Regions from separate parts of the Mus musculus genome. Here region 1 is linked to region 2. The links are chromatin contacts, called in public Micro-C maps. All regions are on one chromosome and are shown on one strand. Each heading gives the region's core, a stretch centred on a gene start, on an enhancer-like site or on the middle of the called end of the contact. The rest is flanking DNA. Distances are from core to core; before and after follow the strand shown. Region 1 holds the start of Neurog1 (neurogenin 1). Region 2 holds the start of Dbn1 (drebrin 1).

Region 1 (6,377 bases), core at 1,922-4,421, 760 kb after region 2:
CCTAAGCACATGCATTTACTTCATGGCTGAAGAGTCTCCCTAAGGGACTATACTTCTTGTTCCTGAGAAGATCTGAGTCACTTCCCAGCATTCTCTCCTCGGGAGAGCCCAAAACCCAGGGCAGGCTATGTCAGTTTGCTTCAGGAAGCTAAAAGCTGGTGGTTAGATGTGAGAGGAGGTCATCCAGCAGGCCCCAGGCTGGGCCATCAGAGAGACAGCTTCTAAGAGGAACTGCTGACTCTGCTCTTAGGCTCTGCAATCTCTCAGACTTCTTAAGAGTACTCATCCCCTGCTCCAGGGCAATTAGAGAAGGTATCCGATTTTCCAAAACCTTCTGGAAGGTAGCCTTCTTATCTGACACAGGGCATCTTGCCTGTGGCAGGGCTTAGCATTGCTGGCTGGGGCATATGAATTTGTGGATCCCAGCCACCAGGACCAAATGTCAGAAGGCAAAGGGTTTCTGTCAGAGGCATTGCCTGGAAAAAAAAATCCTACAAGCCCCCTTCCCATGAAATAGCTGCCTCATCACAAAGGGCAGCTCAATGTATGAAGTAGGAGGATGCTGTCCTACTATGGGGCAACTTGTGAGACCAGAAGAAGTGACAGGGCTTCCTGTAATCATCCCCATTCTGAAATGTAAAGGAAAAGTTACTCCTGCCCGGCTAGTGCTATTAGCCAATTGTCAGACTACTGACAAGCACTGCAGCCAGAAAAAAAAAAAAAAAAAAAAAAACGTCCCCACTGGGATTTCTCTAGGAACAAATGAAAGCCCCTGAGGACTAGCTGAGCAAAGCCCTTCTCTGTGGGACCCCCTCCCCCACACTTGGAGCTGCAGCGAGTAGAAACGCCCATGTGTGGAGGGCTATGCCACCCTAACCCGAAGTTTTAAGGCAGCTGTTGATCCCACGTGGGGACAATGCAGCCAACTCCTCACAGCTAGGAGGACCCCAGCCTTCATGGACAATACTTTAAAGGCGTTGTTTACAAATCAATTTCCTCTTCTAAATAGGGCAGCTCCAAGAGTAGACCCTTCTGATTGCCCAGACTAGGCCCACCTGTCCCTGGGGCTTCCTAGCCAGTGGCCACACTGTATTGATCTTTTTAATCCCCTCCCTTTGAAATACAGAGCCAGCTGATGTGGAGTTCCTCAAAAGACTCCAGGCCCCTACCTCTACAGGTAGCTGCGGATCGGGGCTAATTCCCCATTAGAAAGTCTTAATTGGCTTATGGGGTGCCTGAAAGTTCTCTCTTGTGTTTACAAGGCAGAAGGAATGGATGGCTCAAAGTGCCTTAATCTGTCTCCCTCGTTCTTGGCGATAGTCGGGTGCGCTTTATTTTTAAGTTGTTTTTGAAACAGGATTGGAGGTTTGGAGATGGTGGGATAATATTTCACTTTACAGGTGGAGCTGCCAAGGGGATGAGGGAAAGCCCCAGAGACACCGCTACTAGGCAAGGAAACGGGTGACTACTTTTTTTTCCCTTATTTTTTTTTATTTACACGAAGCATCTGCAGTACAAAAATGTAAACTTTGATAGCTCATAATAATAGAATAAATTCTTTATGTACAAAAATACATTTTCATATGAATGAAGCATCCTGAATAAATTAAAGTACCCTCCAGTCCAGTGCCTGAATAGCTATGCTAGCACTCAGGTTCTTCCTGGAGCAAGCCCACAGTGGCGGGGGTCGGGATCCATAATGCATGAAGCCCACTCCTTGTGGCTCCTTTTTAAGCCTTGCCATTGTATTGTCAGCCGGCTCAAACCGAATTTTCATGCTCGTTTTTCTTCATTAGAGTTCTACAAATTGTAAAATTGACTTTTCACCTCGTCTTCAGGGGCTCATCTGTCCCTTTTCCAAACCACACTGAAGTGGTGGCTGGGGTCAGTTCTGAGCCAGTCACAAAGAAGGTTTTGTGAAGTTCAGAAAGTGCAACAAAAACGAAAGGCCGTCTGGGGGCGGGCGGGGGGGGGGGGAGGCCGTGCTGGGGGTGGAGAAATAGACCGAGGGCAGCTTCAGCGAGGGTGCAGCAACCTAACAAGTGGTCAGGTATTCCCCCTCCCCCCTTTAAAGCTCCCAGAATTCACTTGGGGGTAAGTGTGGCCCCCGGAGGCTTCAGCCAGTTCCCCATCTATTATTGCTCTTAGACTGGGGGAGGAAGAAAGTATTGATGTTGCCTTACAAAGGCCTAGTGGTATGGGATGAAACAGGGCGTCGTGTGGAGCAGGTCTTTGGGCAGGCCAGGAAAGGAGAAAAGGGGATCGCCCGGGCCATAGGTGAAGTCTTCTGAAGCCGAGGGACTACTGGGGTCAGAGAGTGGTGATGCCACAGTGGCGCAGGGGGAGGCAGCGGCCCCGGAACCCCAGGACTCAGTGTCGCTGGCCGGGCTCGGGGGCCCGGGCAGACAGGGGACACACTGCGGAGGCAGGAGGCGCTCCCGGGCACTGCCCCCGGGGAGCCCTTGATCTGCCAGGCGCAGTGTCTCAGCCAGGGCCCAGATGTAGTTGTAGGCGAAGCGCAGCGTCTCAATCTTGGTGAGCTTGGTGTCGTCGGGGAACGAGGGCAGCACGCTGCGCAAGGCGTCCAGCGCAGCGTTGAGGTTGTGCATGCGGTTGCGCTCGCGATCGTTGGCTTTGACGCGACGACTCCTCCGCAGGGAGTGCAGCAGAGCCTCGGACCGCACCCGAGCGCGACCTCGCCGCCTCCGCCGTTCCTGCTCTTCGTCCTGGGCACCGGGAACATTCGATGCCCCGGAGAGGGCGGGAGCGCTCCTCCGGGCTGGCACGGACAGCCCCGAGGTGGAGGCTAGGGGCTGTAGCCTGGCACAGTCCTCCTCGTCGGTGAGGAAGCTGGACAGGTCGCTGCTGCTGTTGCTGCTGGAGCAGTCGAGATCAGAGATGCAGGTCTCCAAAGGGGCAGGCATCTTGCAGTGTGCAGGACCGACAGACGGACAGGAGGTTTGGAGGTCGGCCTTCGAAGCGCACTTACTGTCCGTACGACCCGGGGCTAGCCTGTGCCTGCTGCAGGCGCGAGGGCCGGGAAGATCGCAGGGGCTCAGGGAGTGAATGGGCTTGGCCCTCCTCGCCTCGCCTGCAGGGGCCACGCGCCGGGCTGGTCTCCTGAGTGATGTCGCCGGCGATCAGATCAGCTCCTGTGAGCACCAAGTGTGGCACACGACCGGCCTCAGGACCCCTTAAGTACGGCGCGCAACAATGGGCGCCCCCTCCCTGGCCACCTCCGCCCCCGAGGCGGCGCGGGTGAATGGCGAGAGGCGGCAGGTCAGCCCCGTGCGGCGCCTGCTATTTGCATAATTTATGCTCGCGGGAGGCCGCCCCCGCCCAGCCCCCCTCCTGGAGCGTGCCCGTAATTACCGCCGGCCAATCGGTGGCCCGGCCTGCTCCGGGAGCCGGATCAAGCGAGGGAGGCCGGGGCGTCTCTGGCCGGGAAACCCGGGCGAAGGCGGGGGCCGGGGGCGATTAGCGGCGGGCCGAGGCACACTCCTCCCAGGGGCGCGCGGGTGTCCCTCGCTGGGGTGGATGGGGAGGAGGAGCCCTGGCAGAAAGTGTGAGCTCTGTGGCGGGTGATGGAGAGCTGGGGCTGAGGCTGGAGGCTGGGTTCGCATCCCTTTGCCTGCTACTGAGTTCGCATCCCTTTGCCTGCTACTGATTGACTATTCGCATCTAAACAGACAGGACCAGTAAACAGTTACACGTCTTGAGGAGGGATAGATGTCCCTGCTCCGCCAAGGTTAATGAAGAAGACAGCAAGAGAAAGATCTAAAGATCCAATGAGTTCCCAGACTGAGCTGGGGCTTGACCCCACTCTGCCCCTGCCCGCGTACCCCTCCTCAAAGACTCACGAGGTAATATGGGGGTGTGCAGACCCCCTCTTCTCCTGAAATCTTGCTCTCTCCATTTCCAAGCATCCTCTTGTGCCGCACGTTTTGGAATGGTGCCAGCCTCAGGGGCTCACCCCAGTGCCAGCTGGCTAAGGGACTTAGCTTCTGGCCAGGAGAGAGATGTCCCACAGAAGGCAGCAAGCACACAGTGGAATTCCGTCCCCATCCCTTCTGCCAATTTGCCTATAAACTTGCCTAGTCCAGAGAAATGTCCTCATTCTGTGGGTCGAGTCATTTTCCTGTTTGCCGGACAGCAATAGAGGCTCAGGCAGCCTCTCAAATGCACCTGAGAGGAGTTATTTATTAAGGAGCAAACCTGGATCGTGGAGTCAGGTATTAAAAACAAAAGGAACACCCTAGAGGCGCCCCCCCCCCCTTTCCATGATATCTGAGTGGTGGCCTCAGGCCCAGTGCAATGCCTAGCCTGCTGTCTTCAAAGGGGCTCTGTCCAGGACACCTGCGCCTTGGTAGAGAAAGCACAGCCTCTTTGCCTATGCCTAGCTCTTGCCCCGTGGCTCCTTCCCTCTGTAGCAGCTCTTGGGCAGAAAGCTAGGACACAGTTACAGATTAGGGCTTGAGGAGGTTTGTAAAAAGTGGCAGGAAATGGCTGTAATCAGATTATGCAAGAAAAAGTAATTGTTGACAGATCCTTGGGCATCCCAGGAGCCCAAGGGCTGCTGGGAGTTGTGCAATGGTAGCTCTGCCTCTTTCTGTCCCTGTGACAGCTTCTGGTGGTCCCAGAATACCGGCACCAGTCTGACCTTGTGACAATTCCAGGCCCTGTATTTATTTCTTTGGGCTTCCTTAAAATTACCACACCACAGTGGGTGCATTAAATTTACAGAAGATCGCTCTTCTGAGGCTCAGAAGGCCAGAAGCTCAAAACCAAGATGCCAAGGGGCTTCATCCTTTTCAATTTCTTGTGGCTCCTGGATGTCCTGGCCACTAATTCATAACTGAAGCATCCCGCTCTGCCTCCTGCCTTCGTGGGTCCTACCCTGTTTTGACTCTGTGTCTTCTTCAGGAGAGCTGCATGACTGTGCACTACTGAATCCAAGATGGCTCTAGGCTCTCACTTTTATCGCATCCCCCAGAACTGTTGTTCTAGCTATGGTTACATTCTGAGGCCATGGGGGTCCAACCACTGAACCCGTGATGGCCCCATTTCTAAGTCGGGCCAGCACCCTTGGAATAGTATCCATGAGGATTTTAGCTACCCACCTCTTGCAGTACCAGAGCGTGAGAATTCACTCCCGGCTCTGACAATTAGACCAGGCAATTTAAAGTTCATTCCGTCAAACTGAACACTGACTCTGAGCTGGTGACATTTTAAAGGTCACTTGAATCATGGTGACAAGCTGGAAGAGCCATTCATTGGTCACTGGTAAAAGAGGTGGCCAGGAGGTGGTGGATGTCCAGCCAGTCTGCTGAGTGGAGCTACTGGGCTCCATTTGCCAGGTGTGTGTCTGTGGCTTAGCAAGGGAAGCAGGTCCATGCTGCCGAAGCTTAGAGACTTGCACTTACTTCATGTGGAGGTTGGTGGCTTGCTCTGGGCTGGCTGTCTATTAAGTCTGGGGTGTAGAAAGTTGGGGGTGACTGGCTAAGGGAGGCCCTGACTCCTAACTCTTGTATGGTGGGGTTCGGTGCTAGTAGAACTCATGGAGATTGTTTATTCAGCCTCTGTACTTGAAACGCAGGAAACGGAGGCCTTTTCCCCAGGCTGCCCCGGGTACTACAATCCCACCCCATGTTTTTTTTTTTTTTTTTTTTTTTTTTTGGTCACAGGTCTCCAACAGAGTCACTTTAAGCACTTACTGCCTGGCTGGCCTGGGCCAGCCAGGTCTATGAAGAGAAGAGGCCTCTGGTCTTGGGGAGGGGAGACATAGCTTCATAGCTTCGCAGGGTGGTCATGGGCATCTGGCTCATGGTGTTGAGAGGATCCTTAAGGAGCAGATCTTTCCCAAAGGGAAAGAAACCATCAGAGATGGCTTCAGAGTCAGACTTGGGAGGCCTTGAAAGACTAATTGGATGTAAATAGACAATCTAGGCAGGGGCAGGGGTGAGGGTGGAGGAGGGGACGGAATGAGTAAAGAGACCCATCTGGGTGGGGGTGGGGGGGTCTTCTGTGGTAAAAGATAGGCAGCTGTAGTGGGCCTTGAATGATTGTAATGGCCTTCCTGCCTCTTCCTCCTGTCTTCTCTCTGAGCAGGACTATGGCTTACTTACATTTGTCCCATGTTCACTGGTAGAGGAGACAAGAAGCAACCAAATGATTTTGGCCATGTAAGTGCCATAGCCTGTTTGCCACCCAGAGAGCCATGTGTCCTGACTGACATGGGCTACACCTGACCACAGAGGATGCTTCCTGTGTGCCTGAGGCCCCTGTGAACTCATAGTGGATCCAGGCTTTCTCCTACCACTGCCCACCCCTTCCTACATGACCACGAGTGGCTTGACTGGGTGGACATCTCCAGCTTG
Region 2 (6,424 bases), core at 2,445-4,944:
CAGGAGGCTGGGGTGTGCGAGAAGATGAAAAAGCAGAGATGGAGGAAAGGGGGGAGCAGGGAGGAGGAAGAAAAGAAGAGGGGGAAGAGAACAGACAAGAGACAGGAGGGAAGTGGAAAAAATAAAAAATGGAGGAGGAGGGAAGAAAAGAAAAGGAGCAAAAAAGGAGAAGGAGGAGGAGGAGAAGGAGGAGAGGAAGGAACGAGGGAGGGCTAACCCCATGCCCCAGGGGTTATTGACCCCTGTTAAGGCGACCAAATAAGTCCCTGCAGCCCCTCCCCTTCCTGCATCCCTCCCTGCTTTGCTCCACAAAGAGACACAGGTGGGCTGCATGTCTCCGAGCCCTTGGTGCAACTGCTGCCCCAGCCAATCCGACAGCTGCTTTCCCCGCACAGCTGCCCCACCACCTGTCAGGCTGCCCTAACCCCATGGCCAGGAACAAAGAGCCCTCAAAGAAATAGGGTGTCTCCCTCTGTAGTCACGGATGAAACACTGAGCCAGCACCAAGAATCCTGGCTCCTTCCAAGACACTGCTCTGGCCATGACATCTCTCTGGGGCAAGCTGCTCATCTCAAGACTCTGAAGCCCCTTTTATCATTTCTCCATGCCCACCCACCTCCAAACCGTCCCTCTTCCCTGCTAGGGCCACAATCCTTCCTCAGCAGAGACTGTGTCTCATTCAAACCCTCTCAGCTCTGCCTAGCCCACCTCTCCAAAATGACTGTGTATTCACACCCACACTTGGGCCACGCTGGCTCCCAGATTCAGTTTTGAAGAACACTTTGTACCCAAGAGTTGCATTGCATTTTCCTGTACATGAAGACCACTCGGGATACCGCTACCAACTCCAGGGGCCAGCCTCAGGCTGAGCTTCACGCCCCAGAGTGCTATAGCACTCAGCAGGAACCGGGAAAGACATCTATCTGCACTAGCCCCAGACCCTACTGGACAGTGTTTCTCTAACATAACACAGGTACTCTGAGACTGGCAGGTAGGAGCTCGGAAACACTCAGGGCAAAGTAGAAGAGAACTCTAGATGTGCACACCTCACCTGCAGCAAGCCCTGGAGATAGCCACTGCCACAGGCTGTCCTGTCAGTCTTGGGAAGGCAGGGACTCTGACTGTGCTAACACACACTGCTGCCTCTATACAAAATAGCACCACAGGGATTTGTAATGTTGACAAAAACACTTATCTACCACCTAAGGCAGAGATACCTGACTAGGGCAAGGCGAGAGTCTGGCTTCAGCAGAGATACTAGCAGTGGAAGGTTCAAGACCGGCATGCTCTCAGGGAGCTGGAACTGGAAAGGCCCAGGAGACCCCAGATGGACTCTGCCCATCCCCCTCTTCCTCAGAGCACTTGAGAAGAGCAGGAACTTCTCACACAATGAATCACATCATAACCAGGGTGGTGCTGGCCTTTCCCACCACACAATCTGACTTCCCCTGTGACCTGCTTATAGCACAAGGACAGAGTGCATTTAAGAGACCCTCTGCCTCCTAGGGGCCAGCAGCCCCAAGCTCCACTATACACACACACACACACACACACACACACACACACACAGAGTCAAGGTACAGGGAAGACATCCAATACTCATGACCCAACGTTTGAACCCAGACACCCCTCCTGCTGGACTCCTAAATGTGGGTCTGTCCTGAGCCTTGAGATCTCAGCCAGCTGCTGGTTGTAGGATAAGAGCTGAGAAGCACCACGCCATCTTCTTCAGGATGGGACCCTCACCACCCTTTTACAACATGCCGTTAAGGCCCTTGGAAGTAAGCACACATATAAGCGAGGGTGCATCTGTGCATCTGCACATGTCCCACACACAACCCAGATGGGGCTGGCGCACAGACCAAGGATGAATAACTCCTTCCCTTTGGCTACATGGATGCTGCTGGTGATGGAGGCCCGGGCCTGTTCTGAGCAGGATGCGGGGCAGAAGTCATTAGTAGCCCCAGCACTGGGTTGCCAGTGTCCAGCTTTCGAGGGGTTAAGAGATAGAAGGTGTTGTCTACACCCCATAGACTGGCCAGTGTTTCTCCTCAGGCAGGGCCACATCCCCAAACAGGCTCCTCCACCAGGCCACTTGTCCAGATTGCCTCTCATGATCTCAGCCCCCCAGGGGCAGGGCTGGGACAATAAGATGGAAACTGCCCTGCTTGCCCTGTGCTGGCCTCTCCTATAACTGACCTGCAAGACACGAGAACTTGTCTCCTGAGTCCATCCCTCTGGGCCTGGCTACCGGCCAGTGCTGCAGTACCATGGCCTGGACGCCTGGTTATTTTGTTCCATCTTCCAGCCCCCCTACCCGGTTGCCCTCCCAGGGTGAGAGTGAGGCCAGCCCAACTGGAGGCTCCCTCAGATCAGCCCCAACTCGGCCTCGGTTTTCTCAACGATAGCCTACTTCCAGCCTAAGGAGAGGAAAAGATTCAAATACAATTTTTTTTTTTGAGAAGAACACTTGGGGGCTGTGCCCTGAATGGGGCATCGGAGCCCCCTTGGTTTTCCTGACACCCTGAGACTTCAGACCAAGGCAGGTGGCTCACACCCTCCTCCAGCTCAGGGAGGGTAACAGCTGGGGAGGGGGAGATAAGCCACTCACTCACTCTGCCCCAGTCGGAGGTTGATAGCCCCCTGCTGCTGAGTGGAGGGGCTAGGGTCCCAGAGATCTACTCATCTGGCATCCCTCTGTGGAGGCTCCCTCCACGCTCCCAGCTGCCCCCCTAGCCAAGCTGCTCCGTCCATCTCCTGAGTCTCTTCCTGCCTATCTGCCTCGTCCTAGCGATCTGCTCCTTCAGCAGGGGAGAGAAGGGCTCAGCCCTGCCTCTTCCTCTGCGATCCGTGAGGGATAAAGAAGTCACTTCGTGGTTGCCATGTGGCAATCAACCTCCTTGTATCACACCCTAACCTAGATGTGGGGGGAGACAACCCCGAGAAGCCCCCGGTGGGCGGGGCACGCTGGCCCCCAGCCCTCGGCGCTCCTCCCCCGCCCTAGCTTTCCTTTGTGCTGTGGCCGGGCAGGCTGCTCTAGCTCCGCTAGCTGGGTCCCCGCCCCGTCCCCACCCGGTCCTCGCCCGCTCGAAGGTGGCGAAGGTGCCCTTGGCTGGCCCGTGCACACCTGTCCCCCGGGCCCGTGGAGGGAGGCAGGGTGAGAAGGGGGATGGGCTCCGACAGGACCGTAGGACCCCAGGCCCCACGTCTGGGCTCCACACCCGCGTGGCTGGCGTCCGGCTCCCGCGCCCCCAGTGAGCCTTAGGGCGGCCTCAGGGCGCCCCGGCCCGCGCGCCCAGCCTGGCCCGAGCGGCCCCTCCCCCGGCTCGCACAAAGGCAGCCCCTCCCCGGCTCTCCCGAGCCGTTGCACCATTTCGGGGTCTCCCCCTCCCTTCCCGGTGGCAGAGCCTCGGGGAAACAAAGGCGCGCGGCGGCCTGGGGACAAAGGGGCCGGGGGCGGGGGCGGGGGCGGGGGGCTCACCAGTCGGCTGCGCTCTCCTCCCGGATCACCTCCTCGTACGCCGCCAGCAGCTCCAGGCGGTGGCCGCTGAAGCTGACGCCGGCCATGCTGCGGGCCGGACCGAGGCCGAACGGACAGACGCACGCACAGGCGGACCGACCGACACCGGAGGGAGGGGATGAGGGAGTCGCCGCCGCCGCCTCAGAGCCTCTGCAGCGCTGAGAGCGAGCGAGCCAGCGGCCGGGGGAGGGGAGCCGGCCGGCGGGGGGCGGGGGGCGCTGGCTCCGCCCGGCTCACTCCCTCGGCTCGCTCGGTCCTAGCGCCGCCCCGGCCCGGCCCAGGGGGAGGCCCGCCCCCCCTTCCCAGTTTGCCCCGGGGCGTCCCACACACGCCCCTCACCCTGCTGGCCAGCACCGGACACTGAGCTTCCGCTCTGCTCCCAGGGCCAGTCCCATGCACCTGTCTTGTCCTCGTCCCCAACCTGGCAGCACACCCCTCTTCCCTAGCCATAAACCCACCAAGATTCCAGGCCCAGATTCATCCCTCTCCATCTCCCCAGAGTAATTGACCCAGCCCAACACCCTTGATCCATTTAACTCCAGCCCAGACTCACATCATTCCTGGGTCCGTTACACCCTACCTTAAACCCCTTATGGTCCTTACTCTGTCCCTGCCCGGATTCAGTTCCTCATCAGACCAGGCCTGGGTTACGTGTAGTCCATTTCCTCTGAAAGGACCCTCCCTAGTCTACCACCACTACTTCCATCTCAGCTACAGGCCCATGCTTACCTCTGCACACATCCCACCTAGTCACCATACCCTCTTGCTATGCCAGCCTGTCTGAATTCCACTCAGACCCCTCTTCTTAGCCATACCTTGTCTCAAGCCGTTTACACCCCACCTCCCTCATCCTTTACTTTCAGTCATTTTCTTCCTCCCAGATGGGTATCAAAAAAAAAAAAAAAAAAAAATGATGCCTTCTTTTCCAAGTACCATCCCTCCTAAGGAAGCCCAAGTAGGGTCCCCAAGGCAGGGCTCCTCCAAAGCCATTCCAGGGAGAACTTTCTGGCACTTTTTATTTCCCAAAGCTCTGAGTGCAGAAGGGACTGGGCCTCAGAGACTTCTCTATGGGGACATGGCTGCACAGAGCTTCCAGGCACTGTTTCCTGTGGAATGGAGAACACTGAAGCCCTCCACAGCTCTGGTTAACCTTTCCATACCCACTGGACATCCCAACCCATTTCCCAGGCAGGCAGGCAGGCAGGCAGGCAGGCAGGCAGGCAGGCAGACAGGCAGGCAACAGTGCCTCAGCAAGTTTCCCCTGGGGCTGATCTGTGAACAGGAGGTGGCTGTTTTCGTCGAATTCCTGCTCTGACTTGGTCAATCATCTCCAACAAGAAACCAATACTTACATTCACTGCAATGCCTTGGAATGGGACACGGGAGAGGGTGGCCTTAAACCTCTGTACTTCACAAGAACCCTGCTTCAGGAGCTATGGGTACCCATTGAACCCATGCACCCCATCCTTGGGAGTTTCTCCACCAACCTATGGTGAGTCCTGGTGAGTGGTCAGTCCTGGGCCCTGATCCCAGATGCAGCTGGAACTCAATGGTTAGGGCAGAGGGGAATAGAGATGACATCAGATGGGGAAGGAAAGGAGCAGGAAGCCAAGGTGAGAACAGAGCTGCAAGCCAGGCAGTGGTGGCGCACGCCTTTGATCCCAGCACTCAGGAGGCAGAGACAGGCAGATTTCTGAGTTCGAGGCTAGCCTGGTCTACAGAGTGAGTTCCAGGACAGCCAGGGCTACACAGAGAAACCCTGTCTCGAAACCCCCCGCCCCAAAAAAATCCAAGAACAGAGCTGCAGTTCTCGGTATCTAGAGTGCTCGCCCTGGGCAGAGGGGAGTTGGCGGTTGGGGTCAGGACTAGGCTTCAGCATCTCTCCTTCCTGCTACTTCCCCACCCTTGATGTCTCCTAACCTCCTACTTAGTCGATTTCATAGGCAAAAAGCAGACCTAAGTGCACCTTGGAAGTGTCTCCATGGATTCCTGTCTGCCCACCAATTGCCTAGCACCTGTCTCTAGCCACGCCCAGTTCACCTCCCATCTGCATTATTTTTTTGTTCTGTTTTCATTTTATTTTTGTTTTTGTCTTTTTAATTTATGTATATGAGTATACTGTTGCTGTCTTCAGACACACCAGAAGAGGGCACTGGATCCCATTACAGATGCTTGTGAGCCACCTTATGGTTGCTGGGAATTGAACTCAGGACCTCTAGAAGAGCAATTAGTGCTCTTAACCGCTAAGCCATCTCTCCAGTGCTGTTTTCGTTATTTTTAAAAACGACATTCTATTTCGCTCAGCGGTAAAGAGCACTGGCTGCTCTTCCAAAGGTCCTGAGTTCAATTCCCAGCAACCACATGGTGGCTCACAACCATCTGTAATGGAATCTGACGCCCTCTTCTAGTGTGTCTGAAGACAGCAACAGTGTACTCATATACATTAAATAAGTAAAAATTTTTTTTTTTTTTTTTTTTTTTTTTGGAGACAGGGTTTCTCTGTGTAGCCCTGGCTGTCCTGGAACTCATTTTGTAGACCAGGCTGGCCTGGAACTCAGAAATCCGCCTGCCTTTGCCTCCTGAGTGCTGGGATTAGAGGCATGCGCCACCATGCCCGGCTTAAATAAGTAAATCTTAAAATAAATAAAGGGGCTGGTGAGATGGCTCAGTGGGTAAGAGCACCCGACTGCTCTTCCAAAGGTCTGAAGTTCAAATCCCAGCAACCACATGGTGGCTCACAACCATCTGTAACAAGATTTGACGCCCTCTTCTGGAGTGTCTGAAGACAGCTACAGTGTACTTACATATAATAAATAAATAAATCTTTAAAAAAAAACAAATAAAATAAATATCTAGATAGATAGATAGATAGATAGATAGATAAATAGATAAACCTTGTCTGGG

The links. Hi-C and Micro-C count contacts between places; a contact is called where the count stands out from the background.
Region 1: a contact with region 2 is called in a Micro-C map of embryonic stem cells, with 2.4 times the contacts expected there. The contact joins the promoter of Neurog1 here to the promoter of Dbn1 in region 2. A contact is called at or near these places in 1 of 39 promoter capture datasets (embryonic stem cells) and 1 of 484 Hi-C or Micro-C datasets (embryonic stem cells).

What each region holds. Positions count from the first base shown.
Region 1 is chr13:56,249,009-56,255,385 of GRCm38.p6, forward strand. It overlaps Neurog1 (neurogenin 1), which reads right to left and starts at 3,172. Exons shown (of 1, transcript NM_010896.3): 1 at 1,470-3,172. The coding sequence starts at 2,924. The coding sequence ends at 2,190.
Region 2 is chr13:55,484,382-55,490,805 of GRCm38.p6, forward strand. Dbn1 (drebrin 1) reads right to left here and starts at 3,695. Exons shown (of 15, transcript NM_001177371.1): 1 at 3,482-3,695. The coding sequence starts at 3,567.